Regions from separate parts of the Mus musculus genome. Here region 1 is linked to region 2. The links are chromatin contacts, called in public Hi-C maps. All regions are on one chromosome and are shown on one strand. Each heading gives the region's core, a stretch centred on a gene start, on an enhancer-like site or on the middle of the called end of the contact. The rest is flanking DNA. Distances are from core to core; before and after follow the strand shown.

Region 1 (2,700 bases), core at 78-2,577, 610 kb before region 2:
TCTGCCTTTACTGGAGTGCTGGGATTAAAGATACAAGTCACAACTGCCCTGCTTCAAACCATTCTTTAATATTCAGTAAACCGTGCTTTGTAAGTAGCTACATTTTTATTTCAGATGGGTGCTCTAATGGTAATAATAAAACAGGCACCCAGGTATTGATAATAGCTGCTTTGTTTTTATACTAAATAAGACATAGATATATTCATGGGAATGTGATAACTAATTTGTATATTGGTTCCTTTTTATTTTTATTTTTTCTTTTCTTTTTGAGATAATAATATAACCACTGTATCTTTTCCTTCCCTTTTCTTCTTCCAAACCTTCCCCTATAACCTTGTTCTCTCTCTTTTAAATTCATGGCCTCTTTTCATATTAATTGTTATTGCATGCACATATATATATACATGTAGATTCGTAAATATAGCCTGCCCTGTGCATAATGTTATTCATGTGCTTGTTATCAGGAGTGATCACTGGAGTGCTCTTCCCTGGGAAAGACTATTTCTTCCACTCCAGCACTCCATGCTTGCTTGTAGTTCTTCTTGTAGAATCAAGGCCATGGCACTTTCTTTCACCTACTTTTGCATATCTATTGTCCTCATTTAGGTCACATTTAGGAATTCATGCTGGTGAGAATTTTGGGGGTAGCTTTTGACCTACCAGGAAACACAATCTCACAGTACATTCCCTAGTCCTCTGGGTCTTGCAATTGTTGATCCTTTTTATTTCTATAAAGATAAATCTTTTATTTTAATGGAAGTATAATAAAACCCATATGTATTTTTTGCATGTAGAACTAGTAATAGATGATCACTATATGTTGTGTATGCATATGTCGACCTATGCAGATTCCTTCCATTCTCCTAGTGTGTGCTTCATAGATGAATCAGTGTGTGATTGCATCAGTTCTCTTGCACAGGGTACTTAAACTGAATCATCATGAAAGCTGCGGTCCTGAAGCTACTTGGAGTCATGTAATGGAACAAGTCATATTGACATTCTGGTGATCCTCAGAAGGTGTAAAGGCTTGATCTCTTGGGGAAAAGGTTTTCCCGTCATGTGGGACAGGAGCCACAATGTTTTTACAGAACCTTAACACCTTCTTCACCAGGATACTGCATACATTCTGAGTACACCCTCTGAGATACTAGATAATAAGAAAAAAATATCACTCATATCAAACAGGGTGTCCCAACATGCACACACCTGAAAGGCATGAAAGAGTCATTTGTGGGGGTCTCCAAGTATCTGTCACTTGTAGGCTTATGGGTAGCACTCTGCTCTCTGCCTCTGAGCTTAACTCATTTATACACACTTCCACAAACAAGGCCAACCTTGGAGAAGCCCACTGTCCTGGTCGTGGACATAGGTATCTCTGTGTATCATTCAGTCCTGATCACTGGAGCTGGAACTTCCCCTTCCACAGCTAGTTTCCATGCCAGCCTGTACATTATGTTCTTCCCAGTAAAACTCTTTTGCAAGTCAGTTCACAGCAGTTTCCCGTTGGCCAGAATCCAAACCTTTAGCAACAAGAAAGCCAGAGTTTCTACCACAATCTAGTCTAGGATCTGAATACCTTATGAATTTCTACCATGTGCAATGCTCTCTTAAAAGCAACAGCTCTGTTTCTCCAAAGGTCATAAACTGGTGATTACATAAATGGTTTTTACCAGAGCAAGAGAGAGGAGAAATACCCTTTATTCAGTTGGTATATGCTAGCTGGACACACAGCCAGATATTCCTCAGTATGCTTTTCTGAGATTGAAAAGTACTTGCTCAGGCTAGAGATTTGAGGCTTCAAGGAGTTAGGTGACACATCAGGTTTTGGGACTAGTGATGGTTAATCTTTTTTAGATCTGGAAATATACCTTTAGGTGCAAACGGGTAACTGCAGGGGTAAGGTCCTCCCCTAGAGTGGGTAGCTCTTCCCACTGGTGAAGCCTCGTTAGAAAGAAGTCTAAGGAAAACGGTGTTGCCCTTTCCTGCTTGCCTCCACTCCTTGCCTACGGGTGCATCTATGCTTTTGATGCATTCATCTTTTCCTAACTATAAAATGCTGCCTCTTTAGCTTTCCACTCTGGACTAAAGATCAGTAGCTGTCCAGGAATCCTCTAGACCTTCAGTGCCAGATTGGAGCTGGTAATGAATTTAGCTTTGTGGAATGAGCAGCCACTGGGTTCTCAGTCTCTCCAGCATATAAGTGACTGTTGGATTGTCCAGGCTGTATCTTGTGAGCCAAATGACTAATTCCCTTTGCAACACATATTCATTCTATAAGTTTGTTTGTTCTTTTAGGGAATGTGGATTGGCGCAGACCTGGAACGTAAATCCCCATGTGTTTTGTGCCTGCCTCTGATGACCGTTTTCAGCTCTCCTAGTCCTGTGCGTTTGATCTCCAGATCTAGCACATTTCTCTTACACCAGCAGCTTCTCTGTTCCAAACAAACAGTAACACTCTTCCTTCTCTCCTGCAGTCACATCTAGCTGAGTCTCTAACAATAAGTGCTTAGGGTTGTGAAAATTTGGTCTATTTTTGTGTGATGTGAAGAGCAGTGGTTTACTGGCTCTCAAAATGTACAGACTCTCTTTATTTTAATAATAATAAATATTTTACTTTAATGGATGTATAATAAAACTCATATGTATTTTTTGCATACAGAACTAGTAATATATGATAGTTATATGTTGTGTATTCATATG
Region 2 (2,700 bases), core at 66-2,565:
GAATCTACTACTTACTGCTTACGGCGCTACTTACTCCATTCTGTTTTCCTGTTCAGAAAAAGGGAAGTGAGCTCCAAACCTAATTAAGATAGTGTTTAAGCCTTGGAACTAAACTCATTCACAAACCAATTGCACTGGGGCTCTGAGCCTTGTCTGGCCACCCCACGTTGTACGTGTGGTTCAAATTATGATCACTTATCATTAATTCTCTAGTTTAAGGACTGGAGAAGGCTTTTAAGAGTTGACTCCGCCGCTCCCCACGCTCGGTCGGATCACAAGGCTCCAGGCAGTTTGCAGTCAGCGCAGAGGCTCCATCCAGACTGAAGCATGTCTCAGAACACGCTCCTCTATAATTAACAGCTGCAGGCGCTTAGAATGTTCTGTCTGTGTGGCATCATCTGCCCTGTTCCTTGGCTGTCGGAGCTAGAAAGCTGGAGGATCCAGAGCCTCCTTTGAGTTCCCTATTCTCTGCCTTCCCCTCATTAGGGTTTGGACGTAGTGTATCTACACTTACTCGCCACGTCCCTCCTAACTGTGTAGCTGAGAAGACCCAGAACCTTCTGAGCCTCACCTGTCCCATCTGTATCGCACTGTATCTCCAACCTGCTTCGCATGGCAGTTCCTTGGAATCCAACCCTTACTTTAAGACTTATACTCAGAGTCAATCCTACTGGGTATTATTGAAACACAGTTATTGCAGAGGTCACAGATTACCGAGTCTATGCGCTGAATCAGGGGTTTTCCCTCAGGGACATTTCTACCCGCCTAGGGATAACGGGAAACCTCTGGGCAGTTTGGGTTATCAGGGCTTCAGGAAGAGAGTCCACCTAAGTACCTGAAATACCCAGGACAGCATCCTACCCAATCCAGGAATTACTTAGCTTTTGATAGCTGGGGCTCAGAGGTCCTGACCTAAGGAAACTAACCCAGATGTACATGCAGGTATTTTTGATGCAATGTGATAACAGTTTGAGAACTGGTGCATACAGAGGGCGGAGACTCTGTGGTTCTCAGTGAGGGGTCATCTCCCCTGTCCTTCGATCGATGCTGTACTGCAATATCTGAGGAAGAAGTCATTGGCACTCACAATTTTGTTTTGTGAGAGCAGTGTTATCCCATGCATACAGATCTGTCTAGTGATCCTGCAAGACCCAGTTCTCAGTTCCGATGCTTCCCCATCAACATCCACACCTAGATGAAAGGCTCCAGGTTAAAGGGACTCCAGGGTAGGAGCCCAGCCGGCTAGGGGAAGAGGCATCCCTCAACCATGAAAATTCCTTTGCGTTTGCCTTCGCTGCTGAGATCTGCTGGGGAAGTTATGAATGAGTCACTATGAATCATTGGGGAATGCCCTCCCCGGAGCGACTGTGCTGGAGAATCCACACAGAAATCTGTCGTGTCTTTTCCTGCCTCTCTCCCCAAAGACTGCAAATAAAGCCAGAAGTCGTTAACGTGACTAGAGCTATAACTTTATACTGTTAAAGTAAGAAAAGTAAAGAATGCTAAAAGCAGCCAAATAGGGTGGATTCTTGCTCAGATTCAAGAAGGGCAGAGTACAGTGAAGACTCAAGACATTGTGCTGTGTGGGCATGAGGCTCATTCAGAGCCAGCTGCTCTCCAAGCGTGTCATCCTCTGCCCCCAGCGAGGTGAAGGCAGAGTGGAAAGATCACATGGCCTTTGATTCACAAAACCAGAATTATCACACCACTGGCTTTCCTTGGCTTAGTGGTCTGCAAAGGGAGTTTTGGTGGTAACTCCCACCACTGTTTCGGGATACAGTAAGTTAAGGCCATGAAAGCTAAGCAACCATTCAGAATTAACATTAGGTGTCAGGGCATGAGAGCATCAGTGTGTCTTTCCTGTAAACAGGGCATCCTGCAGTATTTACAGCTGAAATGATGTCTGGGATGGGCACCAATATTCCACAGGATAAGAGGAGCAGGGGAAAGTGATAGGACAGTGAGCACCCATTGATGTTGGCTATGGATAGGGATGGGTATCTAGACATTCACTATGTAGTCTGTGCTGATTAGGGTTAGGGTCCCTCCCAGTCTGCCCACACATGGAGCTCTGCTCTCTGAGAACTCACCTCCCTACTCAGAGAGGGCCAACACAGAAATCTGGGAGTTAGGCATCCAACACTTCTAAACCATTTTCTGGGAACTGGCTAAGAACTGTGGAAAGGAACAAGCAAGCTGGGGGACTACTGAGGTGAAAGATGAGCTTAAGGCAGGGGGCCATTGCAATCAGTGTGTTAGACTGAGCGGGACCTGGAGGACCTGGTATTCATAGAGATGGAAGAGAGAAAAACAGCCCAACCCTAATGCTCTTGTCTGTCCCAGGCCCTTTGCCCCATCCCTGGGGTGTGAGACATAGGTGGAGTAGCTCTGATCTTGGGGCATCTCCCAGTCTTCTGGGCTACAGAAGAGGGAACACAGAGTCCTCTCAGTTGGAAGGGATTCAGAGGACAGGGCGGAGGACTTTGGAACTGGCGAAGTAAAGGCACTTACACACCCCCTTTAGCCTTTAACAAAACACAAGTCAGAGGCAGAGTGTGGCAGTAAAGTGCTGTACATCTCTGTAGCTCAGAAAAATGCCCCGTGGTGTGAGGTTACACAGGCTAAATGGCGGCTCCAAGTAGCCATCCTGATGGAAGTGTCTAGGGTGGCGTTGAGGGTCGCTGTGACTATTCCTTGGCT

The links. Hi-C and Micro-C count contacts between places; a contact is called where the count stands out from the background.
Region 1: a contact with region 2 is called in a Hi-C map of adipose-derived mesenchymal stem cells, with 2.0 times the contacts expected there. The contact joins two enhancer-like sites. A contact is called at or near these places in 6 of 484 Hi-C or Micro-C datasets (the N1E-115 cell line, adipose-derived mesenchymal stem cells, bone marrow-derived macrophages and 3 more) and 1 of 115 datasets of contacts at active chromatin or transcription factors (fibro-adipogenic progenitors).

The regions. Positions count from the first base shown.
Region 1 is chr7:74,989,163-74,991,862 of GRCm38.p6, reverse strand. No RefSeq gene overlaps it. Among named protein-coding and RNA genes, the nearest start is that of 4930533N22Rik, 40 kb to the left of the region's middle. Within about 2 kb of position 1,327, at least 2 of the 459 cell types and tissues checked have an H3K27ac peak or open chromatin away from gene starts, as enhancers often do. A contact at or near this core is called in adipose-derived mesenchymal stem cells, where this site is marked.
Region 2 is chr7:74,375,491-74,378,190 of GRCm38.p6, reverse strand. The region is part of intron 2 of Slco3a1 (solute carrier organic anion transporter family, member 3a1); the gene reads left to right. Among named protein-coding and RNA genes, the nearest start is that of Slco3a1, 180 kb to the left of the region's middle. Within about 2 kb of position 1,315, at least 80 of the 459 cell types and tissues checked have an H3K27ac peak or open chromatin away from gene starts, as enhancers often do. A contact at or near this core is called in adipose-derived mesenchymal stem cells, where this site is marked.